Regions from separate parts of the Mus musculus genome. Here region 2 is linked to region 1. A link is a contact called in public Hi-C data. All regions are on one chromosome and are shown on one strand. Each heading gives the region's core, a stretch centred on a gene start, on an enhancer-like site or on the middle of the called end of the contact. The rest is flanking DNA. Distances are from core to core; before and after follow the strand shown.

Region 1 (7,629 bases), core at 2,210-4,709:
AGCATCGGGCTCTGCCAGGTTCGCTCAGATCATTTGGCATGGAGCCCTTTCTACCCATCTGCCAAGAGGGGACTTGGCTTTCCGGTCCAGCTCTAGAGCTGTGAAGGCGCTGAAGAACATGCAATAGGTAAACGAGGTGATAATTTGCCTCGCTGCTAGACCCATCTCCCCTACTCCTGACAGATCTTTGATCGGGTATGCACGTGCCTAAATACCTTCCTGTCTGACTACCTGTCCTTCTGTTAGCCAGTCAAGCCTTTTCTCTTACATAAGCTCTGGCTGCCTGCAGTTATGGCTCAACCGCAAAATCATGGGGACAGGGATGGGACGTAGCTACTCACTCACTCTTAAACCAAGTCTAACCGCATCCCCAGGGCCCTCCAGGAGTTAGTGCCAAGCCCTTTGGCCTTCAGTTTTTGTCCCTGAGGCTTAGGTTCAGGACTGGGACTGCTGGGGTTTGCCTGGTGGGTACTGGGGAGCACCAGACCCCAGATCCATCTCCTGGGGCAGTGGCCCCTCCTTGCTGTGAACTAAAACCAGTTGCTTCTCTAGGATTTCCTAACTGGTACAGCTAAGGCACAGAGAGGAAATGGGAAAATTCGAAGCGACCACAAGCATGCAGCAGACGGAGGGACTTCTCGTTCCTTCTGAGTAACTGCAGCTCTCACAGAGCTGGAGTGGAAATGGCTTTTCAGAGGGATGTGCCTGGAACTGCCCACACCATAGCCTCTCCTAGAACACGGCCATCATTTCCCCCACAGTCTTCGTGCTCCTGACCACCCATCCTTGTTTATTTAACTTCTTAATTATTAGCTTCACCTTCTGTACCCATCCGTCCCAATTACAAAGTCCTCTTATTTATGTGAATTGATGGGGACCCTCCTGAGGACCCCAAATGTCATTTTCTGTTAAAAATCTGGTGAGGAAAAAAATTACAAAATATTCATGCAATTAATTATCTTTTGGTTGATAAAAATCACGTTTTAACATATAGCGATGGGCTAGAGAGATGGTTCAGAGGTTAAGAGCACTGGCTGCTCTTCCAGAGGTCCTAAGTTCAATTCTCAGCAACCACATGGTGGCTCACAACCATCTGTAATGGGATCTGATGCCCTCTTCTGGTATGTCTGAAGACAACAACAGTATGTTTGTGTGTGTGTGTGTGTGTGTGTGTGTGTGTGTGTGTGTAACCAATCCTTTTTAAAAAGCTATGTCGCACGACCCCACATAGTTCAATTTTTAAAAAGCATTACTCCCAAATCAGACCATTTCTGGGTTGTGACGTCCTCTTCGGTAGTGACATTGCACGTGGTTGTGTTTGGATGTTGTTTACTGCTGTGTAGTTTCTGAGATGAGGACTCACTACATCGTACACATGGACCTCAAGCTCATGCCCCCCCCCCCCGCCTCTGCCTGTCAAGGGGCTGGGTTTGTAGGCATGCAGCACTGTGCCCAGACTGACTTCTTAGATTATTATTTAACACACTCCCTTGTTCTGGCCAGAGGTTGATGTCAGAACGTCTTCCCTTATTTGCATCTCCACATCATCTTTTGAAAGAGGTCTTTTCACTGAACCCAAAGCAGTGTGCTGACTTGAGACCCAGCAGGGCCCTCCCGCCTCTGCCCCTCAGTACTGGCTCCGGCTGTTATGCCAGCTTTTAGGTGGGTGCTGGGAGTCTGAATTCAAGTCCTCCTTCCTACACAGTAACCAATTCATCCACAGAGGCATCTCTCCAGCCCCCATGTTCTCTTGGCTTTATTTCTTCATATTTTCCAAATTCTGTGAGAACAAATGAGTTCATAGTAGGGGGAAGTGTTTGATTGATAGGATGACAACAGAAAAACTAATATCTGTGGGGCTTTTTTTTTTTTCTCTCTGTGGTGCTGGGGATCTCGAACCTCAGGTCTTGTGAATGCTAAACAGGGTTTTATCATGGAGCCACACCTCCAAGGCATTTCCTATGTGCTTGGCATTGTAGCAGACACATAGGAGATGTGAGCTCCCTATGGCTATGAGGTAGGGGTTTATTACTGTACTTCTGCTGTACAGATAAAAGAAGCATGCTCTTGGGCAGCTGAGGCAGGAGGATCAGGAATTTGAAGCCAGCCTGGGCTACACAGGCAGACTTTGTGATATAAAGCAAGCAAAAGAACCAAGTTCGAGATACAGAGAAACCCTGTCTCCAAAAAAAAAAAAACAAAAAAACAAAAAAACAAAAAAAAACAAAACCAAGTTCAATGTTAGAGACAGAAATCAAACCAGGCAGTTTCACTCCAGGGCTTACTGATTTGAATACAGTTATTGATGAAGCAGAAATGTTCCTGATAACTAACTAATAATTATGACTAATTTTTCATACTGAGAAAAAAATAGTGCTAAAATGTTAGTTAGTAGTTGTATCTGGGACATGGAATTGGAAGTTATATTTTTCATACTTTTCCAATAACCGTAGATTATCAGAGTAATAAATGAAAATAATGAAACAGACAACAATGTTATGGATTAATTCAGAAAACTAACAACCACATGAAACAGTTTCACTTTTTTTTTTGGTTTTTTGAGACAGGGTTTCTCTGTGTAGCCCTGGCTGTCCTGGAACTCACTTTGTAGACCAGGCTGGCCTCGAACTCAGAAATCTGCCTGCTTCTGCCTCCCGAATGCTGGGGTTAAAGGTGTTTGCCAACACGCCCAGCCTAACATTTTCACTTCTAAATGCCATTTTTGTTGTGATAGGATGATTATACATTGGCTGGCTGTGGTGGCAGGCGCCTGTAGTTCCAACACTTGGAAGCAGAGGTGGGCAGATCTCTAGGTTTCAGGCCAGCCTGGTGGTCTATATGGTGACAGCCAGTGTCACACAGTGAGACCACCTATGTATGTATGTGTGTATATGTATATGTATACACACACATACACAGCAAGATCCCAGCACTCTTCGGAAAGTAGTGCTGTCTCCATAGATTCTGAGTGATGAAGGTGGCCTTGCCAAAGGGATGCTGTGCAAAACTCGATTCTTCCTCTCCTCCATTTGTGTGTTTAAAGGAGAGGCTAGATGGCAGTAAGACCACTGAGAGGTGAACAGTGAGTCCTCACTAAATCTCTCTCAAACCTGCAACAACGATGCATGTCCATCACATTCCAGACTGTTCAAGGTGAATGCATGAAGAAAGAAGGAATGAAAGCACCACTTTCTTTCCTTCTTAGGAAGTTAGAAGGCACCTTCCCTCCGAAGGGCACCTGCTCCCAGGAACGTTCACTGAGTTACTCTCGTTTAAAATTTTATCCTCTACTTATGGCCACTCTCAGCTTCCCTAGTTGTATCTCAGTCACGAGGCTCGGGGACCAACACAGTTTCTCATTTGGCTTCTTGGGTGGAAGCATCTGTCAGGTGCCCTGCATCTCTTTCTAGAGAGCCTGCCTGCCATTTTGCCAGGGAGCCTGCACGGGCAGGTTTGGTTCGCAGAGAAATACTGCCATCTAGTGGGAGAAAGCAGCACTTCGACTACTTCTATTCTCGAGGCTGATATCTCTCTCTCTCTCTCTCTCTCTCTCTCTCTCTCTCTCTCTCTCTCTCTCTCTCTCTCTCTCTCTCTCGCTTGCTCTCTCTCTCGCGCTCTCTCTCTCTGAATTACATTTGGGCTTTTCTAGGAAAGGCATATCTTCTTTCTACTTCAAAGCTTTCATCTCAATGAACCTAAGAAATTGTAACTGGACTAATCTCCTATGAGAATTTTTTAAAACCTAAGCTAGGCAGAGAAGCCAGTCTCCTTTTGATTGCCTTAGGACCAAGATGTAGAACTCTTGGCTCCTCCAGCATCATGTCTGCCTGCACACTGCCAGGCTTCCTGCCATGATGATAATGGACTGAACCTCCAAACCTGTAAGCCAGCCTCAATTAAATGTTGTCCCTTATAAGAGTTGCCTTGGTCATGGTGTCTCTTCACAGCAATAAAACCCCAACTAAGACAGAAGTTGGTACCAGGGACTGGGGTATTGCGTGACAGGCCAACTGTTTATTGGAGGAAATGTGCATTTGGGGACTTTGGAAAGCAGTGGAATGCTTTAACTGGGCGTCTTCATTAGGGCTTCACTGTGAAAAGACACCATGGCCAAGGCAACTCTTAGGCAACATGTAATTGGGACTGGCTTACAGGTTCAGAGGGTCAATCCGTTATCATCAAGGCAGGAGCATGGCAGCGTCTAGGCAGGCATGGTGCAGGAGCTGAGAGTTCTACATCTTGTTCCAAAAGCAAACAGGAGAAGACTGGCTCTCACGTGGCTAGGAGAAGGGTCTCAAAGCTCACCCCCCAACACACACATACACACACACACACACACACACACACAATGACACACTTCCTTCAACAAGGCCACACCCACTCCAACAAGGCCACACCTCCTAATAGTGCCACTCCCTGGGCCAAGCATATTCATACCACCCATTCCACTCCCTAACCCCCATAGGCTTGTTAAAATACACGACTCTATGGGGCCATACCTAAACATTCCATAGTGCAAAGTACATTTAGTCCAACTTCAAAAGTCCCTACAGTCTATAGTGGTCTCAACAATGCTAAAAGTCCAAAGTTCAAATCTGTCCTGAGAGTCAATCACTTAACTGTAATCCCCTATAAAGTCAAAATCAAACGGCAAATCACATACCTCCAACATCATTCAGGATATACATTGCCATTCCAAAACATCATAGTGAGGAAATACTGGACCAATCAAGACCAAACAAAACAGCCTGGCAAACTCCAGTTCTGCCTCTCCCTGTCTGATGTCAAAGCGGCCTTCACATCTCCAACTTCTTTTTCATCTGTGTTGACTGCAGCACACTTCTTTCCCTTGGGCTGTTTCCACTCGCTGTTAGCAGCTTTCCTCAGCAGGTAGCCAGCTCATCAGGCTCTGGCATCTTGAACATCTTGGGGTCTCCGAGGCAACTTCAACTTTACAGCTTCTTGTTCCAGTGTCTGGGATCCACACATGATCTTCTGGGTTCCTCCAAAGGGCCTGCTTCACTTCTCCAGCCCTGCCCTCTGTAGCCTTCTAGGCTCTGGTTGACTCCACTCCATTGTCGCTGCTGTTCTTAGTGATCATCCCATGACACTAGCATTGCCAATATGCTGGGGTCTTCCACTGAAACTAGGCTTCACCAATAGGCTCTCTTCATGGTGCCAAGACTCAACTCCTTTGCATGACCCCTTCAGTCCTGGGCTGTCAACTGCAACTGAGGCTGCACCCTCACCAATGGCCTTCCATAGCCTCTTACAGTGCCGAGCCTCAGCTGCTCTGCGTGACCCCTTCATGCCTTCTAAACCAGCACCACCTGGGTGACTCTTACACATGACCAAGTCCAGCCGCAGCATGAGATACAACCTTGGCCATCTCTGGATCACAGTTTCTCTGTGCTCTCAGAACGCACTTCCCAGAAGACTTCACCTCAGTGGTTTCTTCTTAATCACCGACAATTTCTTAGGTCCAGCTAACCAGCATCAATTGTCCTGACTTTTGTATTTAATCTAAAGCCAGAGCTATGCAGCTGAAGCTGCCGAGTCCTGCTGCGTGCTAGGATGGGAGCATGTCCCCCTTGTTCTATTACACTGTCACTAGCTTTCTGTTTTCCAACTCCTTCACTGCCTTAGCTTGGCTGTCCTGGAACTTGGCCTTGACTTCAGAGATCTGCACTGCTTCGTGTCCTGATTAAAGGTGTGTACCACCAGGCCTGGATTTTAAGCTTTTTCTTCACCTAGGGCTTGCTCTGTTGCAGGGTGGCCTTGATCTCAGAGATCTGCTTGGCGTTGTCTCCTGAATGCTGGGATTAAAGGTGTGTACCACCTCGCCTGGGCCTAAGCTTCTGTTGTCTACTGTTCCTCAAGATCTGGATTCACAGGGATGCCCTCTATTCTTCTGAATTGTAGTTCATTCCAGATTAAAAATCCAAACTCTTCCTTGTTCAACTGCAAATACAAACAATAAGCTTAGCTGGGTGGGCTCTTGCTCTGAGATCACTGCTCCCTAACTCTCTTCTTCTCCTTGAACACAGCTCTACTTCCGTGTGCCCCATTATTATTACTTGAACAATACATTTTGTATTTTTTCTTTATAAGCTTGCTATGCTGGGTCAGAATGCTCTTTGTGAGACTAAACCATAGAACAAAGTCTCTTCTGGGCTTCTCTGAGACTTCCTTTGTCAATGCAATTAATATAAATCTCTTTACCTTAGCCTCAGGTAGACTCTTAAGACAAGGGCAAAAAGCAGCCATATTCTTCACCAAAATACCACAAAAACAGACTCTAGAATTTCAAACTGAAACTCTTCTCTTCTGAAACCTCTTGGGCCAGGTCTGTACAGTTCAAACCACCCTCAGAACCAGTGTCTTCCATATTCCTACTAGGATGGCTCGTTAAGCATACCTAAATCATAATTAGCTACAAAAAGATTAAAAATAAAATACAAAAAATCAAACTTTAAAACTGTGTTGGAAAATATAAAATCCATCTGTCAAACTTCACAGAATGGAAGGACACGGTGGCCGCACAACCTGGGTCCAACCTCGGCTACACAGCTGATTCGCTTCGTGAATTTGAACCAATTACTATCAGTTCTTTGGTTTCCAGTGCTAGAAATTAAAAATAATAATGGTAGGTGTCATGGCTAGTTTTCTATCAACTTGACACAAGCTAGAGCCATCTTAAAAGGAGGGAACTTCAATTGAGAAAAATGCCTCCATACGATCCAGCTGTAGGGCTTTATCTTAATGAAGGGGGAGGGCCCAGACCATTGTGGGCAGAGCCATCCCTGGGCTGGTGGTCCTGAGTTCTATAAAAAAGCAAGCTGAGCAAGCCAGTAAGCAACACCCCTTAATGGCCTCTGCAGCAGCTCCTGCCCCCAGGTTCCTGCTCTCTTTGAGTCCTGTCCTGACTTTCTTCAGTGATGGACAGCAATGTGAAAGTGTAAACTGAATAAACCCTTTCCTCCCCTGAAAGACCCCCGAAGGGAGACCCTCACTCAGACACTCAAGTCCCGGGACAGCCGCGTACCCAAGAAGACACTGAGACCATACATAAAATGTAGAAGGCAAGATTTAATAAAGTAGCAACATGAAAGCACACAGACCAGAGCTCTGGGGTCGAAATAAAGCAGCAACATGAAAGCACAGAGCTCTGGGGTCGAAACTCATACACCTAGTGGCACCTAGTGGTGTAGAGGAGAATCGACGACCAGCCAAAATTTTTCACAGGCTTATATAGTAAAACTCAAAGTGGGGAGAACTGGGCAGGGAAAGTACAAGTTTACATCACTATGGAGTTCTGCCAAAGGAATCTACGTAACTAAGGAGTCATGTCCTATCAAGGAATCTACGTAACTAAGGAGTCATGTCCTATCATTTGGCAATGTACCCGGTTCATTTTGAGGTTGTTCCAGGAGGCCTTTATCTCAAAAATGTTCTTGGAACAGTTTTTTCGAACTTTAGGGTGAGGAGTTTTGGGGTGAAAAGTTTAGGAGTGTTCCGAGAACAACCTCTAGATGGGAGGGGTCGGGGCTCTGGGGTGAAGAAGAGTTCAGTAAAAATTTTTATTCTTCACCCCAACTTGCTTTTTGGTTGTGGTGTTTCATCATAGTG
Region 2 (7,074 bases), core at 1,900-4,399, 79 kb before region 1:
CCATCACCCATCAGCTCCTGACCCCAGAGATCCACCAGCTCCCACTCACTGATATGTCTGTCACAAAGCCGGGCACCTCCTGGAGGGTGTCCCTCAGCTAAACCATCTGGAAACTGAGTTATCTTCCGAGTCTCCGGTGACACAGCTATCCACTTTTAGACCATTTGGGCATAGAGTTCTTCCACAAGACACTAGCCTTCCCTGGACACCAGTCTTGATCTTGGGATAGCTAAGCCTGGACCAAGTTAGTCTTCAAGTTTGCTTAATAGTTGTAAGACCTTCGGTGGGAAGTGTCTGGGAACCGTTAAACCACATCTCTCCATCTTCCTGATCCTTATTCCCGGAGTCCAGAAGCAAAGCCTTACTTCTGAGATCCCAGTAGTAGCTGCAGCTGTGGTGGTGCCGCGGCCACCACGGTGGCAGAGCTTGTAAGAAAGTATCTTCTAGGTCTCCTTCAAGTGCTGGGGAACCAGGAACTCTGCAAGAGCTACTACAGTCTGAGTCTGCACCTGGCTAGAGTTTGCGAACATTCAGCTGCAGCTCGCTGGACCGGCAGTGTCTGGGGGGGGGGGCAGGGGGCAGGGGGTGAGGGGAAGCTCTCTCTCTAAGCCACCACAAGTCACTGGCAAGCCCCATGACCTACAGTCTGTTAGGAACATGGTTGTTTGCATGTTATTACTCAAGGGGCAGGAAAACCAGAACTGATGTCTTCCCCGTCCCAGAATAAAACCTCAGAGCATGTATCTTTGGAGGACTTAAGACACCCACAAGATTCCTTTAGTTCCACAATCCAAGGAACATGGGAAGGCTGAACAATGTTCTAATGTTGAAAAATGACCCTGAAGGGGCAGATTCAGAGCAAGGGCTGTGAGAAGGTCCTGTTCCTGGGAGCAGTAGGAAGTCCTAGTCTTTGGTACTTGGACAGAGTACTCCTTTTAAGAGTACCTTATTTGTTTTTACTGGGAGCTAGAGATCTTAGAATGTTCTAGAAAGTCAAAGCAGGGATGTCCCTGGGATCCCGCTCCCTGCCCCCCAGTGTCCTCGGAGCAGGGAACTACCTTGAGCTATAATCCCTGTGACATCCCTGCTTCGTGAAGCCCTGCTTGCTTGACTCCAAGAATGACTCCATCATTTCTCCCCCTTGCTACCTTGCTGGACACCACGCAGGCCTCAGGGTGCTGGCTCGAGATATCCCTTGTCTTCTTCAGCATCTGTTTGCAAACTCCTTTAGCTTTTCCCTGTGGTGTGTCCAAAGGCTTGCACTTATAACCCCACCACCCACCCGACGCTGTGGCCGTGCAGCCCCCTAAGTGTTGTAAGGTGGAGGGAAACCATTCCAGGAAGGCATCCAACTCCAAAATTTGAGTCATGTTATTTTTACACAGCAACAAAGAACAAATACATTTCTCAATTATGAAACCCATCTGTGAGGTGCCTTTCAAAGCATGTAACCACACAGCCCCACGTTGTATTGAATTCTCAAGTCATCTTGAAACAGTAGCTGCCCCCCTGCCCCACTGCAGCTCCATTGTGCAATACGATACCGTTGTGAGCTTCACTTTTTAAGTTAAATATGGTTTTCATTTATTGCAACTGGCACCAGAGTGAGTCCAAAGTGCCAAGAAGCAGTGCTAATGGCCTCTGGGAAAGAATAATCAATAATCAATGTTCATCTCCCACTCTCCAAGACAGACTCAGTTTTCCCTGGCTGAAATGACTACTCCTACCTCCTGGGAGGTGTTCTCTGGAGACAGTGTTAAGCACCCTTGTGCTAAAGGCCCTGTGATGTAATGTCAAGAAGCCAAGAGGGGAACTTGAGGGGCTGGGGATGGAGACCCATGTTAGAGAACTGACTAAGATACTCTAAGATGGGCCAGGCCATGGCTTTAATTCCTTCTGAAAGAGAGGGAGACAGCAAGAGGGAGAGAGACAGAGACAGGGAGAGACAGACATGTACACAAGGAGAACCCACATGAAGATACAAACAGAGGCTTAGATAATGGGCCTACAAGCCAAGCCATGCTAAGGATGACCAGCAACATCAGAAGCTGGGAGAGATGGTCCCCCAAATTTCTGGAGCTGATTTATTGCGCTAGAGACTTTTCATGGGGGGATGCAATACACTTCTGCTCACCCCAGAAAGGGAACCCTTGATAGATCAAAGAAATGGTTGCACCACAGTCTAGTGAGGCGAACCAGTGAAGGGAATATGGGTTACGGACAGGAGCAATCGTGACTCAGAAAGGCAACCCCTTCTCCACAAAGCCCGAGGCAACACAGGGGATGACTCAGGAAAACTGCAGCCCTGGCGCTCTCCACATGCCTTGTAGGCAGCCTAACAGTTGGAGAGACTCCTGACAACTGGCTGGTCTGCTCTACTCTCACCCCACCCCACCCCACCCAGCCCTCCCCCACCAGCAGTTGTTCACTGTGTCTACAAAGCCGAGGAGGCACTTTCAAACATCTTGCAAGCTTTAACCCTCTCGGCCAGATGGCAGGTTTACCCTCTCCACCTCTGTGATCCCTGAATCTCACGATCCTCTTTCTCCACACTGAAGGGAATGTTTCAGTGAAAGGAAACTGTAATGCAGCCTACCTTGATCCTAGATTTCTAGCTCCCAGAACTAATAGACAGACAACGGGCTTGTTTAATCCAGCTGGTTTTCAGTGCTTTGTTGGCATACTGGTGCACACCTAAGGAAATTAACTCACTATCTGTCTGGTCCACCAAAATCTACAGGTAAACATGAATCCCTGTTCATTCTTGGTTGTTACCAGTCAACAACTATGACCATAGTAGAATCTACCTTTTGGGCCAACCAGCTTCCAACCCCTGTAATTTTAACCATGCTACAAAAGGGTCTATCCTGAGCCTTGCCTTTAGCAACATCTCAACTTTACAAGGCTTGCTTTCAGATCAAAATCTCCCTCTCAGTTAGGAAGGATTCATAACATGAAGGTACAGAGCTATAGGTCCCCTTCAGCCAGCCAGCAAAGGTCTGTTTAACCACAATCCCGGGAAGTTTTATTGAGCCTCTCTGAGCAGAGAATTGGGAGGAATCGGTGCTGGCTCGTGATGGCTGAACTATCTGTCCCCCTGGCCCCTGGGACTACATAGAGACCGAAAACCTTGGTGGTCAAAGGGCCACTTCTTCCTTTCTTGAGCGCCCTCTGGTGTCCCCCAGTCATGGCAGCGAATGCTCAGGATTGGGAAAAGTGCTCAGGGGGCCTGACAGTTTCTTAACCTAGAAACTTGCAAGGTCTTTTTGGCGGCTCTTTTGTGTCTTCAGGGTTGGCAAGAGCGGCAGAGGCAGCAATTCTGAGCCTAACTTTAGTTTCTTTCCTGCTTCCAGCTGCTCACCTTATTCGCCCCCCCCCCCACCTCTCTCTCCTTATGGTTTTCCAAGTCAGTGTTTCTCTGTGTAGCCATGGCTGGCCTGGAACTCACTTTGTAGACCAGTCTGGCCTCAAAGTCACAGAAATCCACCTGCCTCTTACACACTTTTTACCCAAGGAGTGTGGGATTTTGGGTGTGACCTCAAATTTCATATCAGCGTCAACACAGGCTCCCAGGCTTTCTGTACATGCTAACCCTGTCTTAGTTAGGAATTCTATTTCATTGACAAAACACCATGGCCAAAAAGCAAGTTGGGGAGGAAAGGGTTCATTCAATTTACACTTCTTCATTGCTGTTCATCACTGAAGGAAGTCAGGACAGGAACTCAAACAGAACAGGATCCTGGAGGCAGGAGCTGATGCAGAGGCCATGGAGGGGTGCTGCTTACTGGCTTGCTACTCCTTGCTTACTCATATAACCCAGGACCACCAGCCCAGCCAGGGCACCGCCTACTATGGGCGGGACCGTACCCCATTGGGTACGCCCTATAGCTGGATCTCATGGAGGCATTTTCTCAACTGAGGCTCCTTCCTCTCTGAGGACTCTAGCTTGTGTCAAGTTGACACAAAACCAGCCAGGACACATCCCATTCTCAGAAAAAGGAAGAAGATAAGATCCAACTAACCTGGGTACCTTCAGGACTTCAATGACTTCACACGTGCAGTTGATCATCCTTTCCTGTGGGCCACGGTCTGGCAGCGTGGGATATCCATAAGGTTCCTGGCCTACCGGATGCTGAGAGCACATTCTGTCACAACTAAAGATGTTTCTAGTCACTGGCAAGTATGTCTTGATGTGCCATGGGGGGTGTGGGGGGGTAAGATCTCCCCATTCATTGCCGCAGTGCTTCTTGTATTGATGATGATACTACTGATAACAATTGTATAAGGCCTGTCTAGCTCAATGATATATGAGGATACTAAGATACGCAAGATCCAAATGAAATATGCTGTGTCTTTTTTGCAGCACTTGGCAAGTCTTCCGAAGGAACAGCTCTCCTCCTAGATTCTAACGCTCCTAAAGAGGAGGACTCTGTCAAGAGTGGAGATACAAATTGGAGGAGGGTGACCTGCGCTTTGTCCATAACCTGTTCTCTACAGACTTGTTCTTTAAAGGCCTGATCTCAGTTAGCATAACACCACCACCATTACCCAGAGAGCACAGAACTCTAACACACATTGACAGCCCCTTCAAATTTGGCATCCTGAACCCGTCATGTGTTCAAAGTTGTAACACTACTAACCCTATCCTGTTGATGGTAATCCCTGCAACTACTGAGAGTTCAGAGCTTGCACTTTTCATTCAAATTACAATCTGTTGTGCCTAAAGTTCTTCTTGTTGGTTTGCCCAACCCATATTGTGACCATTCCATTCTTCTGTGTGGTGATACAAGAACGCCGGAGAAGAATCAGCTGTCATGAGGAGCCCTGTCTCATGGGGGTTTCTGTTGCTGTGAAGGAACACAAAGCAAGTTGCAGAGGAAAAGCTTTATTTGGCCTACAATTCCACATCATTGAAGGACATCAGGACAGGAACCCAAACATGGCAGGAACCTGGAGGCAGGAGCTATTGTAGAGGCCATGGAGGCATGTTACTTACTAAGAGCTGTAGTCTACACAGGCATTACTACATTACTACACTGGAGGGACAATTGTAAAGATTGTAACAAATGTGCCTACTGAGCAACTCTTCCTAGGAAGATGGAGATAAATACCTACTCATTCTAGATACCAGTAACAGATCAAAGAAGAGACTGTTCCACCCAAGTCTATCTTGGTGAGTCAGTGGTTTTGTTTTTTTGTGTTTTGGGTTTTTGCTTTGTTTTGTTTTGTTTTTTGTTTTGGACTACCCAAGGAAGCATGGATGAGGTATTACTTAAAGGAGAATGGTTGACTCAAAGGTAGCTCCATCGCTGAAAAGCCTGCACAATGGATGACAACTTAAAGAAATGGATCCCTCAAGTTCCCTGCACAGGTTGTAGGTAGCTGCCAGAGATAAATCTGGGCAGAATCTTTGTAAATCTTGTAAGTTTCAGGAGCTTCCTTAGCCTTGCAAGTTTCCTGTATTTCCTGAGTCTCATGAGCATCCCTCTTCTTTCTAAGGAGGAATATTTGGATTCAGAAGAAATAATTTGATTATACATTGTTGTCACCTTGAGAATCTACAGAAAACTGAAGATTTCAAGAGTCCACCCCTAGGGAGCTCTTAGCTAGTCCTAGAAGGGCACTTAAATTTGCTAAGTGCATTTGAAAAGTATTTCCTTGTCAGTCTGTTTGACAAGCCTGTGTTGACCACTGACCTGCTAAGCATTAAGTATCAGTACAGAATAAACGGAGAGAAAAGCCTCAGTTGAGAAATTGTCTTTCTTGGCCTGGCCTGTGGTCATGTTTGCAAGGGATCATCTTGATTGTTAATTCACATTGGAGGGCCCAGCCCACTGTAGGCAGCACTGTTCTCTGGGCAGGTGGTCCTAGGCTATATAAGGAAGCTAGCTGAACATGAGTCTGAGTTAGGCAGTGTGAGAACCAACAAACAGCATTCCTCTATGGTATCTCCTTCAAATTCCTCCTTGACTTTCCCTCAATGATGGGATGTGACCCAACAGCATAAGCCAGCTAACTGCTTCCTCCCCTGAGTTGCTCTGATCAGAGTGTTTTATCACAGTATCAGAATGAAACTAGAATAAGCCCCGAGTCAAGCCACATGCTATGTAAGTCCCCAGCCTTGAGGGCTAGTCATTGCATCAGTGCTCTGGTTGGGCACTGAAGACTAGCATTGATCCAACTCCTGCCCCATATCTGAAGGCATCATGAAACTTATACAGAAACTCTTGACAGAAGAGTGTGTGATGATTAACCTTAATTATCAATGGGAATACACCTCTGGGTGTATCTACACCTGGGTGTTTCCAGGCTTAAGTGAGGGAGAGAAGACCCAACCTTGATGTGAGTGGCGTGGACCAAGGCCATGGACTGAATGAAACAGAGAAAGCAAGCTGGGCTCCAGTGCTCACCTCTCTGCTTCCTGCCTGTGGATGCAACGAGCCAGCTGTGCTTCTCTCTGCTGCCATGACTCTCCACACCATGATGGACAGCTCCCTCACTGTATCCAGATAAGTCTTTCTCTCCTGAAGTTGCTTCCTGTCGGTTATCTGTTCGCATCAACAGAAAAGTAAGGAATTCAGACCGTTGGGAGCCCCTCCTGGCTCCACTCTCAGGAGTTAAAAGTTAAACACGGGGCTTTGGCAACAGAGAAATCAGACCTCGGCCCAAGATGAGCAACTCCCGAGCTGTGCGCCACGGTCAGTTACTTAACCTGGCTAAGCCTTGCTTGGCTCATTGTTCAAACACAGGCTGTGTTAGTCAGCTAGGGCTTAAGCAACAGAATGTCTTTCTCTCATCATTCCAGAGGCAGGAAGGCTGAGATTGGCTTTCCCACTGGGGTGGTTGATATCTCGGGAGGCCTCTCTGTCCTTGGCCTGTAGATGACATCTTACCCCTGTGCCTCCCCAAAAGGACTGCAACCTAATCTCCCCTCCCCATCTTACAAAGACGGGGGTGACTTGAGCCTTCCTGTGTGTGCCCATTTTATCTTAATAGCTTCTTTAAAGATCCTATTTCTAAATATGATTGCATTCTGAAGGAGTAGGGGACATTGCAGTCTTGATGGAGGTAATG

What was found. Hi-C and Micro-C count contacts between places; a contact is called where the count stands out from the background.
Region 2: a contact with region 1 is called in a Hi-C map of neural progenitor cells, with 6 times the contacts expected there. The contact joins two enhancer-like sites. A contact is called at or near these places in 4 of 39 promoter capture datasets (cranial neural crest, embryonic stem cells, liver and 1 more), 62 of 484 Hi-C or Micro-C datasets (the C10 cell line, the G1E-ER4 cell line, the HL-1 cell line and 26 more), 2 of 115 datasets of contacts at active chromatin or transcription factors (embryonic forebrain and embryonic stem cells) and 1 of 9 other capture datasets (pancreatic islet).

Annotation. Positions count from the first base shown.
Region 1 is chr16:91,077,496-91,085,124 of GRCm38.p6, reverse strand. It overlaps a transcript of 4932438H23Rik not described here. Among named protein-coding and RNA genes, the nearest start is that of 4932438H23Rik, 12 kb to the right of the region's middle. Within about 2 kb of position 3,459, at least 8 of the 459 cell types and tissues checked have an H3K27ac peak or open chromatin away from gene starts, as enhancers often do. A contact at or near this core is called in neural progenitor cells, where this site is marked.
Region 2 is chr16:91,156,971-91,164,044 of GRCm38.p6, reverse strand. The region is part of intron 1 of Gm41492 (a long non-coding RNA gene); the gene reads left to right. Among named protein-coding and RNA genes, the nearest start is that of Gm41492, 40 kb to the left of the region's middle. Within about 2 kb of position 3,149, at least 8 of the 459 cell types and tissues checked have an H3K27ac peak or open chromatin away from gene starts, as enhancers often do. A contact at or near this core is called in neural progenitor cells, where this site is marked.